2 separate regions of the Mus musculus genome follow, and region 1 is linked to region 2. The links are chromatin contacts, called in public HiChIP or PLAC-seq maps. All regions are on one chromosome and are shown on one strand. The core of a region is the stretch at or near the end of the contact, and the rest is flanking DNA. Distances in the headings are between cores, read along the strand shown.

Region 1 (7,313 bases), core at 4,407-6,906, 94 kb after region 2:
CCTTCCCAAGACCAATATTACTTATCAGCAGAACTCTCCCTCTCCCAAGCCACCCTTCATGTCTACATAGTGACATCAGCACAGAGCTTAGTTCTAAACTGTCTGCCCACTCTGATAACGTAGAACTCCCTTTTGAGAATCTGATGGGTATTCTGAGAATGGCCCTTGAGGCTAGTGTCTCCCCTGACTTCCCAGGTTCTGCACACCCCATTGTCCCTCTTTTCTCCATCCTCCCTACAGATCCACTAGCAAATCTACCCTCAATCTTACGTTCATAAGTCTGCTCACACCTAAGATCCTACCTGAGTCTTACCACCAGCACCTGTCAGAGCAGAAGCATTCTGTCCAAAAACAAAACAAACAAAAAAACCCCACAGTTTCTTTTCCAATGAGAATATGTTTTGTGTATCTGATTTGTAGTGTTGTTGTTTATGACAGTGGTGGCTATAGTGTGTGTGTGTGTGTGTGTGTGTGTGTGTGTGTGTGTGTGTGTGTGTGTGTGTGTGTGTGTGTGCAAAAGGAGGGGTGGGGAGGAGATGAAGATTGCTTGATTTTATTCTAGAAATATTTTGCTTGCAGGTATGTCTATATACTATGTGCATTCCTAGTGTCATCAGAGACCAGAAAAAAGTGTTAGACTCCATTCCCTCAAACTGAAGTTACCAATGATTGTGAGTGTCCATGTGCTCTTAACCACTGAACCACCTCTCTAGCCCCAAGAGAAAGGCTTCAGATGAAAGGGGGAACACGGTAACAGCAAAGTATATTTTGTCCTAGAGATTCCAGAGAAGTAGTGAAGTCAAAGAGAGCCATCCCCATCTCATCTATTGTTCAATAGGAACAATCTAGTCCCTAGGTTAAAAAATAATCACTGTAAAGAGGCCAGAAGCTGAGGCTCTGGGGTCAAGCAAGAGTCAGAAGTGAGGACAGGCATCCTCTCTTGAGTCTCAAACGATCCAGGGCTCTCTAGAAAGAGGACAGTGATCCTGGCCCTGATGTGTAGTATCTCCTGGATCTTCCACAGAAGGGCCAACTCTACCAGCCTCCCAGAACACAGTCCCATAGGGTTTTCTGACCCTTTCAGTGAAACCCAAGTCTGGGCCTGAGCCAAACTTCCTTGGCCATGGGGAAATCCTGACAGTGGACACTACAGAAAGAAGAGAACCAAGACCACCAAAACTCATGGCACATTCAATATACTTTATTTAAAAGTTTCTTTGTATAAATTTCCTAAAAATTTTAAACATTGAATTTCACCTCCAAGCTCCAAGACAACAACATTGAAAAACAACCCGCCTTAGAGGACCACCAAAGAGATTCTCGATTATGACTTTCTTTGAATTTTCTAATGGAGGCATTTGTCCCAGCAATGCACACAGGAAAGAGGTCTGATTTCTTCTAATTAGATCATTTGTCAGAGGATTTAGAAGAATATTGATCGAAGTCTAATCCAGAAAACTGGGACCATGAGAAGGTTAGACTCTTGTTTCTCCATCTAAGCCGTGCAACTACAGAGGAATGAACCAAGCAGAAATGTACAGAGTAGCTGTGACGTCCAGGCTATGTTCTAGGCACAGGGTTTGCCTGGCACAGGCGTAGCGTGGAACTCCAGAGGGAAATTGAATTTATAGGAATGTTCACATAAACACCAGCAGTGGCTAGCTATAACCCAAGGGTCCAAGTATACGGTAGAACTGCCTGGAGACGGAGAGCAGGGTCCATAGACACATTTAGCACCATATTGACAGGTCACGTGCAGAGGGTTTCCTCCCGAGGTTGAGTGTCAATCAAAGCATGAAAAGGCACCGTGCTGAGGCATCTACCCAGGGCTTCTATAGAAACGAGTTAGAAATGGCTGCCTCCTCCTTCTCCCAGAGGTACGTGTTGCCTGAAGGCCATGCTTAGGCTCTTGTCAAACTGTTAACTCTGGGTATGGAGAGCATTGAGTGTGGAGAGAAGGAGAGAAGAGTGGAGGGAGAAGACAGAGGAAGAAGAAAAGAAGAGAGGTCAGTAAACATAAAATATACTATATTTATCATAGCATGATCCCACAGCCTCCAGTCTGTACCCTTTCCTCACTGGTTCCTGTGGTCCTTGTGGCTTCAGGTTTGGGCCGTGTGGAATCTGAACTCTGAGCCATTACTAATTGAATTGCTCACTATGATAGAGAGACTTGGATAGCCTTGGTGTCAGCATTACTGTTTATAGGAAGCAAAGCTATTTTAAAATGAATATATATAAGTGTTTATCATTGGTCTTCTGTTGTTGATCATTATTCTATTCAACAATCATGTGTACTGTGACACTTCTAAAGTGACAAGGATGTGCTAATGTTCCTGATGTGCTTGGTTGGCTCTGGGTTTCCCAACCACCAAAGATACACATATGCTTTCAAGAAACAAATCAGTCATTCCAATCACTAACTTCCTGTGGCTTTTTTTTTTTCATGTGTGTGTAAAATTAAAAATTTTATCTTTTTAATGGTTCACTGGTCCATCTTATCTGAGGATTTGATTTAACTGTTTTCAGGTTTTCCATAACCATTGTAATTCAGGCATTTCTCAGCAGTGAGGCCATTAACCCTGATCTCTCCTCTTTATGCATAATAGAAAAATAAAACCCAAGAGAGGGAGGGGCCACTTACCAGGACTACACATCTTTTCACATTCTTCCTGGGAGTGGAATCTGTTCTCGTTGCCTCCACAACCTCCATACCAGAATCTCTTGCAACTTTTGCTCTCTAGGTCATAGTGCCATAGTAACTTGAAGTCCACACAAGTCCCAGCATCTCTGGACAGCTTACATATATCTACAGGAGCAAGAGGAGAAAGGAGCATCAGTAGGTTTGTGCCAACGCCTCAGCCTCCAGACTCCATATTGGAGTCTGTGGTTGGATCTCAATGCTACTGTAGAGAAGAATTTCCTGGTGGGAAGGTTTTAACCTACCCGAGCCTCTGTTTCTTCATTATTAAACTGACATAGCAGTCAGTCACAGGTTTGCAAAGAATAAACAAAAAGTACAGCAAGAATCTCAACTATTAGCTGTCACTGAATAACAAAAATAAAATGACTAACTTCTCCCCATTTCAATTTTGAGGTCATCTGCTCTCCAGTTCTTTCTGTCTACACTGTCCAGACCATGGACTTTCATACTCCTTGGTAAATAGCATTAAATTCTGTTAGACTATACATTTCAAGAAGATAAGTAGATTGAAAATGTATGTAAATTGTAATTGAGTATTCTTTTTTGAAAAAAAGTAAATAAAAATAAAAGTAAATATATACACTTTATTGTTTATGCTTGTGTTCTATGTCAGTTCCCCTAGAGCTAGAGTCAGAGGCAGTTGTGAGCAGCCTAACATGGGTGCTAGCACTGACCTCTGACCCCTGCAAGATCAGCAACCACTCTTAACCACCAGGCCTTCTCGCCAGGCCTTCAACAGATGTTCATCGTGTTAAGTGTGTGTGCAGATACAGTATAGCCGACTACTTTTCTTCCCTCTCACATAAAACTAAGATGGAGAAGAAGCTCCTCAGGCCGCAGAAATGCCCCAGGGCAAGACTTTGTGGGGGCCAGAAGCTTGGTTTGTCTCCAGTTAAGGAAGTTCAGGGTTTGAATGCACACGCCTGCTGGAGCCCAGTTGCAAAATAAGGCTGGGTCCCCTAGATGCCTACAGAGGTAAATTGACAGTTTGAGAACAGCAAGACTTCTGTTTACAGAACTTTCTGGCAAACGCTGGAGTTTGCTGGGAAAGACGTGTGCATGTAAAATGTTTTAATCTAGAAGTCTGAAAGTCTAAGCCTTCTTTCAACAAAGGCTCAGGATCAGATAATCTGCACGTTTGTGGGAGTGGCTACCAACCTGACTCAAGGCTCTCCCTCACAAAGCGCCCTCCTTGCTTTCCTCGAGTAAGACAATACTGAAGGACTTGTTCAGTCGTTGCTAAGTGGCTTTAATAGACAGTAACCTTACTACTTAAAAGTGGCTGCATTGTAATATTTGAGAGCTAAGGGAAGCAAAGGGTAAAGTGGAGATTTTAAGGAAGGTTTGCTTTGCTTGGTTTTCAAAATACAAATTCTAACCATTTCAAACGTAATGCTGCAAAGTCTAGAGCCTTGAAAGGCAAGGTGTGGATGCTGTTGGAGGTCTACCAGCAGAATCAACCTTCACCTCGAGGCAGGGTCTTCTGGAAGCACAGTTCTCTAGCAAAAGGACACGCTTGAGCTGGGAGACATGGAGTCAGACTCCTCTGCCCTTGTCGGGCTTTGTCAAGAAGACACAGACATTCACCTGCATCCTCAGACTACCTCACCACCATCAGTGGGAAGGAGACAGATTTTAGATTCACCCGCAAACAAATGCTCTGCGGCCTTGACAGGAACGTGGGTCCCCGTTACAAACAAAACCCAAATCTCCCCTCTTTGTCAGACAGTGTTACATGTCTGTGGAGAAAATCCTTCCCTGATTCTGGAAGCAGCAACTCCACATTTAAAAACAGAACAGCCTGACCCAGATTAGTGTTTAAAGATTATGTTGTTTACGCTAACTAAACACTGTTTATACAGTCTCAGCCTTCAGCGGCACACATAAAGAAACCAACTTATCCCTGAATCTTGCTGTCTAGGAGTTCCTCCAAGTCTCTCAATGAAACAAGAGTTTGCTGGAAATTTTACATTTTCCATACTCAGAGACGAAAGCTAGGAAGAGGGAATCAGATTAAACACACAGCTTTCTGTGTCTTTGAAGTGAATGTATTCTGGGTCTTCTTTGGCTGGTGTTTGGTTTTGGGGGTTTTTTTCCCCTAATTTTACTTGTTATTGTGCATGGGAACATGACAGGAGAGGGGTGGGCCGTGGCATGAGTTTGGCAGTCAAAGGCAAATGTTGTGAAGTTGATTCTCTCTTTCCGCATTTACAGGGGCTCTGGGGTTCAAACTTGGGTTCTCAAGCTTACACCCTTGGTGCTTTACCCACTGAGCAATCTCCCTGACCCTGTGACAGTATCTTGAAGGAAAATCCAAGAAAACCCCAGCCACAGAGATGTGGCTTTCTTTTGAGGTCAGCATTCATGTTGGGGCATCCTTACCATGGTGGCTTAAGAATAGACCAGAATAGACTGTGAGCTGCAGGGTAGAACCAGGCAGGAGACAAAAGTCTGTCTGTAGTCTTTGGTGTGGACAGCAGAAACTGATGAGCAGTGGCGTCTCCTCCCCCGCCTCCTCTACCTCCTCCCCTTCCTCCCTCCTCCCTCTTCTTCCTCCTTCCTCTTCTCCTCCTTCCTCTTCCCCCTCCTCCTCTCCCTCCTCCCCCTCCCCCAACCAACTCTCACTTCACCCACCTACTTCACTTTTCCAGTTTGCATTTACACCATAGCATTAAATTTCTTCAAGGCTTTTTATAGAATCTCTCAGCAGTTGTAGTTAATTACCACCACCTGTATGGAGCCCCACCTCCCTCAGTCCCAAAAATTTCTATTGGAAAAACTCCCTATTCTTCTGCTAGCCTTTCACAGGAAAGGCTAGAGACATTGGACACCATGCAGTCGCTTGCTGTTAAATGACAATGGTAGTAGCTCTTCCGTCTAGTACAGTTACAAAGGCAGTTACAAAGGCTGCTTATGAATGATGACTCAGAAAGAAAGCACGTATTGAGAGGCATCCTGTTCCTCCTGACTGGCCAGAAGGCATCAGACAATCTCCATGCTAAGCAGGGGCTTGCACTCTGAGGACTATGAAACAGTACCATAACTAAAGTCTCACAGGATTTTGAGTTCTCATGTCAGTTAATGGCGCCTTTGGTGCCTAAGTCAAACAAATTGATCACTGTGTAGTCACTTCCTCAAAGCTAGTTAGCCAAGCCTCCATTCTGCTAAATGAAAGTGTTATGTGAATGTGAATGGCTCCCATTGGCTCAAATATTTGAACATGTGTTTGGTCCCTGGTCTGGCTAGTTTTGGGACAACTTGACACAAGCTGAAGTCATCTGAGAGGAGGGAACTGCAAGTAAGAAAATGCCGCTATAAGATTGGGTTGTAGGCAGGCCTGTAGGGCATTTTCTTAATTAGTGATTGATGGTGGAGGGCAATCCCATTATAGGTGGTGCCATCCCTGGGCTGGTGGTTCTGGGTTCTATAAGAAAGCAGGCTGAGCAAGCCATGCATAGGGAGCAAGCCATTAAGCAGTACTTCTCCCTGGTCTCTGCATCAGCTCTTGACTCCAGGTTCCTGCCCTGTTTGAGTTCCTGTCCCGACTTCCTTTGGTGATGAACAGTGATATGGAAGCGTGAGCCCAATAAAGCCTTTCCTCTCCAAGTTGCTTTGGTCATGGTGTTTCATCACAGCAACAGTAACCCAGCCTAAGACAGTCCCCGGTTGCTCAGGAGAGATTAGGAGGTATGGTCTTGCTGGAGAAGGTGTGTCACGGGTAAGCTTTCAAGCTTTAAAAGCCTTCCATCAGCCCCAATGAGTTCTAAGCCCCTTGTTTGTGGATCATGATAGGATCTCTCTGCTACTCCAGCTGCCTGCAGCCTCCTACCTCTGTTCCATCATCACAGACCCTTATTCCTCTGGAACTGTGACCCCCAAAATAAACTCTTTCTTCTATAAGTTGCCTTGGTCATGACCAAGTGACCACATGACAAGAACATGTCATAGCAATAGAAAAGCAACTTATATAGAGGGAGGGAGGGTTACAGGTTCTCAGACTTGTATCCCAAAAACAGCAATCTTTCCTGTCACTAACAGACACACTCTGTGCTCAGGTATCCAGGAAAGTGGAATACAAGACCAAGCCTAGATGTGGCATTTTGAGAACTGAAAATATATCTGAATCCACATGTTCTGCAGGATCCAGTCTGGTTACCTTGGGTCTCCTAAGCAGTGTCTTATAGATGACTCGGTAAGTGAATGAAACTTTATTCTTTGCAGCACTACAGACCACAAGTCAACCCTAGCCAGTTTCAACATAACACAGAGGAAGTGACTGGTGGAGCCGTGCATAATAGCCATGGGCTCAGAAGCAGCTCCAGCCAGCTTCTTCTAACACTATGGTGACAAGCTTGGTTCCTCTGCTTTTGAAACCAAGACCATGTAGAGTGAGATGAAACCCAGCAGCTGAGGACCCCTTTGGAACTGATCCCATGGAAGTCATGTGATTTAGTCTCAGGCAGGTGGCCTCAATTTCAAAGGGTTTGCAAGCCATTAAGCAGTACTTCTCCCTGGTCTCAGAATGCTTTCTGAAGTCCATTAGGGGACCTAGTACTGCCACGACTTACCTGTTTTAGTGAGAAACAATGGTTCTGTGTTCACCATGAGG
Region 2 (7,591 bases), core at 2,787-5,286:
TTTACAGGTCCACATGTCCAGGCACACCCTTCCCCTTGTGTCTAAATTGGGTAGCAGTGCCCAATTTCAACCTTGTACATGAAGCCTGTGTGCTTGATGTAAAAGCAGCGACAGGAAGAGGGGGCACTGTGAAGCTGTTATGACACCAGGTCTGTCTGTTCTGATGCCAGGTGTCTTGGTGGGCTGATGCCCAGACCTTCCCCTGTCTGTCACATGTTCATGTCATGTGGGGTAGACGGTATGGACTGGCAGGTGAGGAGGAGTATTGGCAACCACTGAGTACCACAGCATCCAGTGTGCTCAAGTTCAGGGTTAAATAGTTTGTGTTAGAATCTCCATCTGTTTACTATAAATGTCCCTCTTCTCGTGACATAAATTAAGAAAGTACTTATGATCCTTTATAGCTTTGCCTTCTTCCTTATTCCACTGGGTAAAAAAGTCATCCTGTGGTTGTAATTTACAAGTATGAGTTTAAAAAGAAACTACAACTAATCTCTCTCTCTCTCTCCCTCCCTCTCCCTCTCCCTCTCTCCCTCCTCTCTCTTGCCTTCTTCCTCCCTCTCCCTCTCTCCTTCTTCCTTCCCTGTCTTTCTTTCTGTCTCTCTGTCTCATTGTCCCTCCTTCCCTCTTTTCCTTTCCTCTCTCCTTCCTGTGCATGTGGAAGCCGGAGGTCAAAGGCTGGTGTGATTCTTCAGGACATCTGGGACCCGAGACTGGCTGATTAGTCGAGGCTGACTGCCCAGGGAGTCACAAGGGTCTACCTGCCCCTGCTCCGAAGAGGTGGGACTATAGGCACACACCACCAAATCCCACTTACTATGTGTATGCTGGGGATTGAGGTCTCCACAACTGCATGGCAAGCACTTTACTGAGTTATCTCCCTAGGACCCAGCATCCAGCTTTCTTCAGTAAAGTTGAAGCTGCCCTTAAGTTGACTCAACTTGTAGAGATTGAAGTGGAATGTGACTAGTTCCTCGGTGTCCACATGTGGCAGTGCCATAGAGGGTGTCCTAAAATAAATCCATAAGCCATTGTGACAGTGCTTCATGATCCACATCTGCATATGAGGTACACACACACACACACGTGCACACACACACACACACACACACACACACACACAGCCACTCTTTCAAAGTCGTCAGCAACCAACAACAGGGCTTAAGACTGAGCCCAAGGGTTTCCTGGCCATCTCCTCCATACTCTCTCTACCTCACAAAGCCACCAAGGGCACAGGTGTCCTTACCCCCACCAAGCAGAGAAGCTCGTTGGGCTAGATTCTCTGTCATGAGGGTCTTCCCCACCTCCTGATCTCTTCTCTCCTTCTCACCCTGACCTACAGGTCTCTAAGGAGGTGGAGCCTTTTGTTCGGGGCCATTATCTTATGTTGTACCCATCTGAGCCCATTCATGCCTGCTCCACAGAAAGTTGAAGCCCTGAACCACTGACAGGCAGGAGCAGATTCTCAATGGCCTCACTCAGCATGGTGTGCCGTCCTCACTCAGCCTAGTGTGCCATCTTCAGAACTGGACAGATGCCTGGCAGCTTGAAGTACACAGTGACAGAGTCAACTCTGCAAACACTGAATGAAATTCTGACTACAGTATTCCCAGAGCATGCATGGAGAGGAGCCACCTCAGCCACTCAGGGAGTACAGAATCAAGAAGGTAAGTCAGGGTCCCTAGGTTGTGCTACCAACTTCCAATCACCCTCTGTTCACTGAACCAGAACACTGTCAGAGTCTGAAGCCAATACTTGGTGCTTACAGGAATGCCTTCTGTCCCCTTTGGCATGCTGGTGTTTCCTGTTGATGCCCCCCTGGTTGTCACAAGCCTTTGCTGTGACAGACAAACAAGAAAAGCTGGAGGGTGAGCTAAGAATGTTGTTTAATTGCTTCTCCCACCTTCTCTGCAAAGCTGAAAATTGGGAACAGAACTCAGAGCTGAGCTGGTTTCTCCAAGGGCCCATGGTGCTTGCCTAGGACTTTACAGGTGTCCAGGACCCCATGTCCTTCCCTGAAGGCATACACACATTCTGAATGAGTCACCTAGAGCCTGGGACACCCTAGAACCCAATCTACACTTTAGGAAGCATGGCCCTTTTTGAAGTTATGATGATTGGTTGAGTTTCTAGAAAGTTCTATGCTATTTTCTACACAGCCTCGGGGTGGTTGTATGTAGGTTTGTTTGACTTAGGAGAATAAAACCAACTTTTCCATGCGGCCACAGCTTGCTAGCTCTGTACCACTCTGGAGAGTTTGGCTAAGTCTTAACCCACAGCCCTCTAGAAGCATCCAACGTTTTGGAGAAAGAAGAGCTCAGGATACATACCCCACCCCGTGTCTCTCTGCTCTGAACTTTCTTGGAGCTGTACATGTCTTGGTGGTCCCATCTCTGTCTGCTCATGGGAGTCTCTGAGGCTGAGTCACCCACCCTGCCGCCTCTTCTTCAGTAAACTGCCACTGCCCCTGGGCTGAGTCACAGTCTGAATCCCACGGATGCATTAGTGTCCCTGGGGCTTTGACAGTCACACAGCCAAGACATTTGTTCTTAATCGTATACCCATCCCCACCCAGCAAATGGTCAAAACTTCCCAATGGGGATTGAAACCACAAGTGTAAGGCAGAAAACTTAACGAGCAGCTATTCCTGCCTGGAAGAGACTCCACTTGGAGAATGGAAGTGTTTATCTCATTGGCATTTGGAGGAAGAGCAGGTTTTTTTTAGGAGATGTGATGGCTTTTTCCACTAAGGTCAGATACTTTCTCAGTTCCATGGCCGAAAGCTCTCTATCAGTCCAGGACTGTGGGACCAGAAGACAGGCTCTGGCAGCTGTCCAAGCTCTGGGAAAGGGAGGGAGTCTGTTCTCGGGCAACAGCTCTCACAGCGTTGCCTTTGAGGAAAGGGTAACTGATTGCCCACAAACCCGGGGTAGCAGCCTCCCCCACCTGAAGTCTGGAAGGTTTGTCCTATCATTCACAGGCTCAGACAGGAAGTCCCCACCCCCAGCCCAGTCAGCTACTTCCACCTCAGTTCTCAGTTTCTGGCTCCCACCCACTGCCGCAGCCTGGAATTATCAGTGGGGTGTTCTGCCTCATACCCACCTGGCTCTTGTGTTTCTGGGGAGGACTGTACATGATGTCAGCATTCTGTAAGAAATCTGAGAGCAACACACAGCTGCTCTCTGGCCAGTTCAGTCAGGGACCCAAGGGGGTCTGGTGGCAAGCACAAACACCTCAAGGGGAAATCTCCAGGACAGAGGAAGGCCACTGAGAGACCCTTAGAGCAAACTCACCATCAAGTTCCCTTAGGAGTCAACTAACGTCTAATGAAATATGACATACAAGGGGGGATGGATAGGATATTCTAGAAATGGCTGTGAGTGGCTTAGATGTGGGGTGTGTTATTTCACTTTTCCTATCACTGAGACCAAATCCCTCTAAAGACCCTTTGAGGGAGTAGGATTTATCCTGGCTGGTGGTTTTAGAGGGTTCAGCCCATGGTTACTCTTCCCCATGAGTATGGGGAGAGCATCATCCTGGTGTCAGGAGTCTGTGAAAGGGGCTGCTACTCACCCCTTTGCCAACAGGAGGCAGGAAGGGGGTTGGTAAAGACACCAGAGAGAATATAGTCCCTAGAACCCACACCCAGGGACCTTCATCCAGCTAGATGCCACCTCCTTAAGTTTCCTCTAAAATTAGTGCTACCAGCTTGGGATGAGGTATTCAAAACATGAGCATAAGAGGTAAGTTTCATATTCAAACTCTAACATGAAGTGCTCCTCCAAAGGCTTCATCCCCAGGTGAGAGTGCTGCTGGGAATTGAAGGGATCATAAAGACTCGGGCTTCATCAATGATCTGATTCAGTGAGGACTCTGACTTCAACCTTACCAATGAATTACCCTACTAATGAGTTCATAACCTAAAGGGACTAGAAGGAGAGAGGGTTTGGTTGGAAGAGGTGAGTCACCAGGGGCATGTCTTTGAAAGGTCTATCTTGCCCCTGTTTCTGCTTCTTGGTTTCCCTGGGGTGAGCAGCATCCACCACACAGCTCCTCCCTCCATGGTTATGTTCTGCCTTATCACAGGTCCATAGCAATGGGGCCCACAAAACCTCTGAAGCCACAAACCCAAATCCTCCTTTTAAGGTATAGACATCAAGGATCCTGTCACAGTGCTGAAAGGCTGACTAATACATGAGTCCACTTCTGAGCCATTAACCCTGCTCCCTCAGAGCCAGTGCATGGGTGCTACCACCCACCCCTGGCATCTCAGGCACATCCCTGTTTCATTCTGACAGGACATGGTTCTTTCTTGAGGTGTCAGCTTCACGTTTGGACACTCTGGAGAGCCATATGCCTGAAGGGCTTTGTCTGAATCCTCACAGGTTGGATAGCATGCAGCTCCCTCAGTACGAATCTGTGCTGAGATGGAACCACATCTCTGAGCCCCAGGACATGTAGCTTTTGGAAACACAAAGAGGAGAATTATATATTGGGAGGGACCTGAAGTGCACTGGATCCTGATTCTACCCCTCTTTTCTATCCTTTTGTTTGTCTGTCTGACTTCCTGATTTCTGACACTGGGTGTGTTTTGGGTCCAGGACCTGGCTCCATACCAGGGCCTATTCTGTTTGATTCCTTGATTTTCTGTAATTTCTGCAATGAACTGCCACATTCTTGTTGGCTTAAAGTAACAAAGAGACTAGAAGTCTGAAATAAGTGGCAACCCACGATACAGACAGGCTTCCATCCCTCTGGACACTGCAGAGGAGAAGCCTCCCCCTCCTTCTCCAGCTTCTGGTGTTGACTTGGGCTTGGCTCACTTCCATCACTGCCTCCAGGGTCATGTGAGCTTCTCCCCATGTATGTCACATCTCCCGGTGCTCCTTTCATAAGGATGTGTATGACCATGTCTGAGCTCACCTGGATATTCCTGACCACCCTCCCCTGTTTCCAGCTAACATTTAGGGAGTTAGGGAAATAACATTTAGGGAGGAAAGCCACAGAGAAGATCATAATGCTAGCTCACCAGTTCCAGCTGTGGCATGGATGTCTGTGGAGATGGGAATTTATTATCTATCTTCCACCCCCAGATCTGAAGCTGACCCTTTGCATTCCTACTGAAATGCAGATAATTCCTAAGCCTTCCAGACACCAAGGTCAACCAAAAAGGCAGCATCCGGTCCTACTGCAGACCATGTCTTCTGCCTACATGTCAAGCTGCACGTGTCACCCAGCCCAGAGTACAAATGTCAGAGTATCACCGGAAGCCCTGGCAAGATGCTGCTTTCAGAGGAGGTTCTGATCATCTCCATGCTTTCCTGTATCTGAAAGCCTCTCACCATGTGTGTTACATTGCTAATGCAAAGGTACAGCAAAGACTCGAGGGAAAGAGAAAGAAACAAATAAAAACTATAACTCATTCCTAGTGCAGAGTCTGCTGCGCATAGGGAAGGCAATAGGAGTCACGCATTTGTGTCTCCAGATGGTGTCAAATGTACACAGGGAAGATGCATCTCCCTGGAGCAAGAGGTCTCAGTGCAGGTGGGGGGAGGCGGGGCCACTGATGGGAGTAGTGGGAACATCTGGACCCTTGGCTCCGTTGGCTTAGCCCCTTGACAGGAAATCAAATATTATAGAAAGGAAAAGGGTCGTGCCTGTGTCCCGGGTGTGAGAGACTTGCAGGACTACAGAGAAGGTTGTGGTCATCTCTGCTTGACAGCATTGCAGCTGTGCTGGACCGCACTTGAGAGTATCTTAGCTACCACAACAACAGGAAGTCATAGGAGCTCACATCTATCCTTCTCGGCATCCTTAAATGTGCTTTCTACTGTTCTGGGCAAACATTGAAGGACAATTCATGAAGAAAATGGAAAATTCTCCCCAAGGTGCCTGCTTCCTACCAAGATCACTCCTGAAAGCTTATGTGAACTTGGTTAAAATATTTGCTGTCTGGCTTATGAGATGGCTCAGAAAATAAAAGCTCTTGCTATGTAAGCCCGATTATCTGAATTCTATGCCTGGAACACACTATGGAAGGAGAGAACTGACTTCCAAAAGTTATCTTCTAAGCACCACACAAGTGCCATGGCATGTGTATGAGTGTGCACATGTGTGTGTGTGTGTGTGTGTGTGTGTGTGTGTGTGTGTGTGCATGATGCCCCATGGCAGCTGGAAGCAGATCCTATGTTCCATCGTAGAACCCAAAGAACACACCTGGAGGAATTTCATTCTTTCCTGAAGAATTCTGATTTTTTCCTTAGTGGATTTCAAAAACAAGTAAATCCAAGCATTGCATAACGTATCTAATTAACATGCAGAAGGGAGATCCTCAGTCATCCATCACTAGTCAGTGTTCTTAGAAGAAATTAAAGCAGGGTAGTAATCACTAGGAGGCAAGTAAATGGCTGTCATGTGACTGACCCTAGGGAGAGGTGATGAAATGTCTATTCATCCCAGACAGGGCACAGACAACACACTAAAGAACACATTCTACCCAAGTCTAGCTTAGTGAACCAGTTTATTGGGATTATTTATAGGAGCATAAGTGGCTCAAAGGCCACTCTATCACCAAGAAGCCCATTGCAAACATAGATGACAGTTCATAGAGGATGAGTTCCTGAAGCTCCCTGCATGGCTTTGAAGGTCACTGGGTCTGCCAGAGAGTCTTTTCTACTGAGCAGTTGTTACTGCTTGTATAACCCTGGGGGCAGGAGGGGGGGGTGCTGATGAATCCTGTAATCTCAGGAACTTCCTGGGACTTGTGAGTTGTTTACTTCCTGAACCTAATTATGTTTATTCCTTAAGTCTTCTTGAGCCTCTTCTGGAAGGCTCAGTGCTGAGAACATTGCTACAGCACTGGGGATTTCTTCCAGAAGGATTGCCTGATAACTGTTCCCAGGGGAAAGGCCCAGGATGGCAGCCTTTCAGGAAGCATCAAGCCATTAAAACAAATCAGAAACTGTTTTGCTAATTGTTTGAATAAGAATCCTCCATAATTCTCTGGAGCATCTGTGCTTTCCTAAGCTGGCTAGTCTTGCAACTCCAGTAGCTGAGGACTCAGCTGCCTTTGCTGCTAACAACTGGAGAAAACACTATATAAATAGAATCCTCAGCTTGGTGGCAGTTTAGAGATGTGTCTATCCAAATGAACATCTTTGCGTTTTGCTCTTCCAGGATTTGAGGCTGTATTTTTGGTTTCATTTTAGAAAACCTTGGAAAGGCATAGAAAAGGTGCCAGCATGCTTTGTAACCATCTACACAGGTTGTTGTGTCTGCTCCCTCCCCTTGGGGCAAAATCTCCTGGCTTGCCCTGGAGCACTCTACTTCCTCTCTAGTGTGACAGATAGTTCTCAGCTCTGCTGCTCTGCACCAATGATTGTGGTTTATCTGGTCTAGGGAAGGTTTGAGTGTGGGAGAGGGGAGGTGTTCAGAGGCCCCCCTGAGGTGCTCAACTGGAGCCAAGATCAAGGCCTTTGATCCTGGAACTCCACCTCTACAATCTCAGAGCTGGCATTTTTCTACCAGACAGGGCACTTTTATCCTTACCTGGATGAAGATACTCTGGTCTCAGTATTACCTTCAGGGCCAG

The links. HiChIP or PLAC-seq counts read pairs in DNA pulled down with a chosen protein or histone mark.
Region 1: a contact with region 2 is called in a BATF HiChIP or PLAC-seq map of CD8 T cells, with 7 read pairs. The contact joins two enhancer-like sites. A contact is called at or near these places in 4 of 39 promoter capture datasets (the 3T3-L1 cell line, 3T3-L1-derived adipocytes and liver), 5 of 484 Hi-C or Micro-C datasets (MC3T3-E1-derived osteoblasts, the NIH/3T3 cell line, embryonic fibroblasts and 2 more), 3 of 115 datasets of contacts at active chromatin or transcription factors (CD8 T cells, cardiomyocytes and embryonic stem cells) and 2 of 9 other capture datasets (adipose tissue and pancreatic islet).

The regions. Positions count from the first base shown.
Region 1 is chr1:90,765,680-90,772,992 of GRCm38.p6, forward strand. Col6a3 (collagen, type VI, alpha 3) reads right to left here. Exons shown (of 44, transcript NM_001243008.1): 42 at 7,273-7,313; 43 at 2,645-2,809; 44 at 1,181-1,926. The coding sequence ends at 1,913. Among named protein-coding and RNA genes, the nearest start is that of Gm41918, 5.3 kb to the left of the region's middle. Within about 2 kb of position 5,657, at least 17 of the 459 cell types and tissues checked have an H3K27ac peak or open chromatin away from gene starts, as enhancers often do. A contact at or near this core is called in CD8 T cells, where this site is marked.
Region 2 is chr1:90,673,800-90,681,390 of GRCm38.p6, forward strand. Gm9991 (a long non-coding RNA gene) reads left to right here and starts at 667. Exons shown (of 3, transcript XR_878398.1): 1 at 667-780; 2 at 1,343-1,667; 3 at 5,094-5,856. Within about 2 kb of position 4,037, at least 23 of the 459 cell types and tissues checked have an H3K27ac peak or open chromatin away from gene starts, as enhancers often do. A contact at or near this core is called in CD8 T cells, where this site is marked.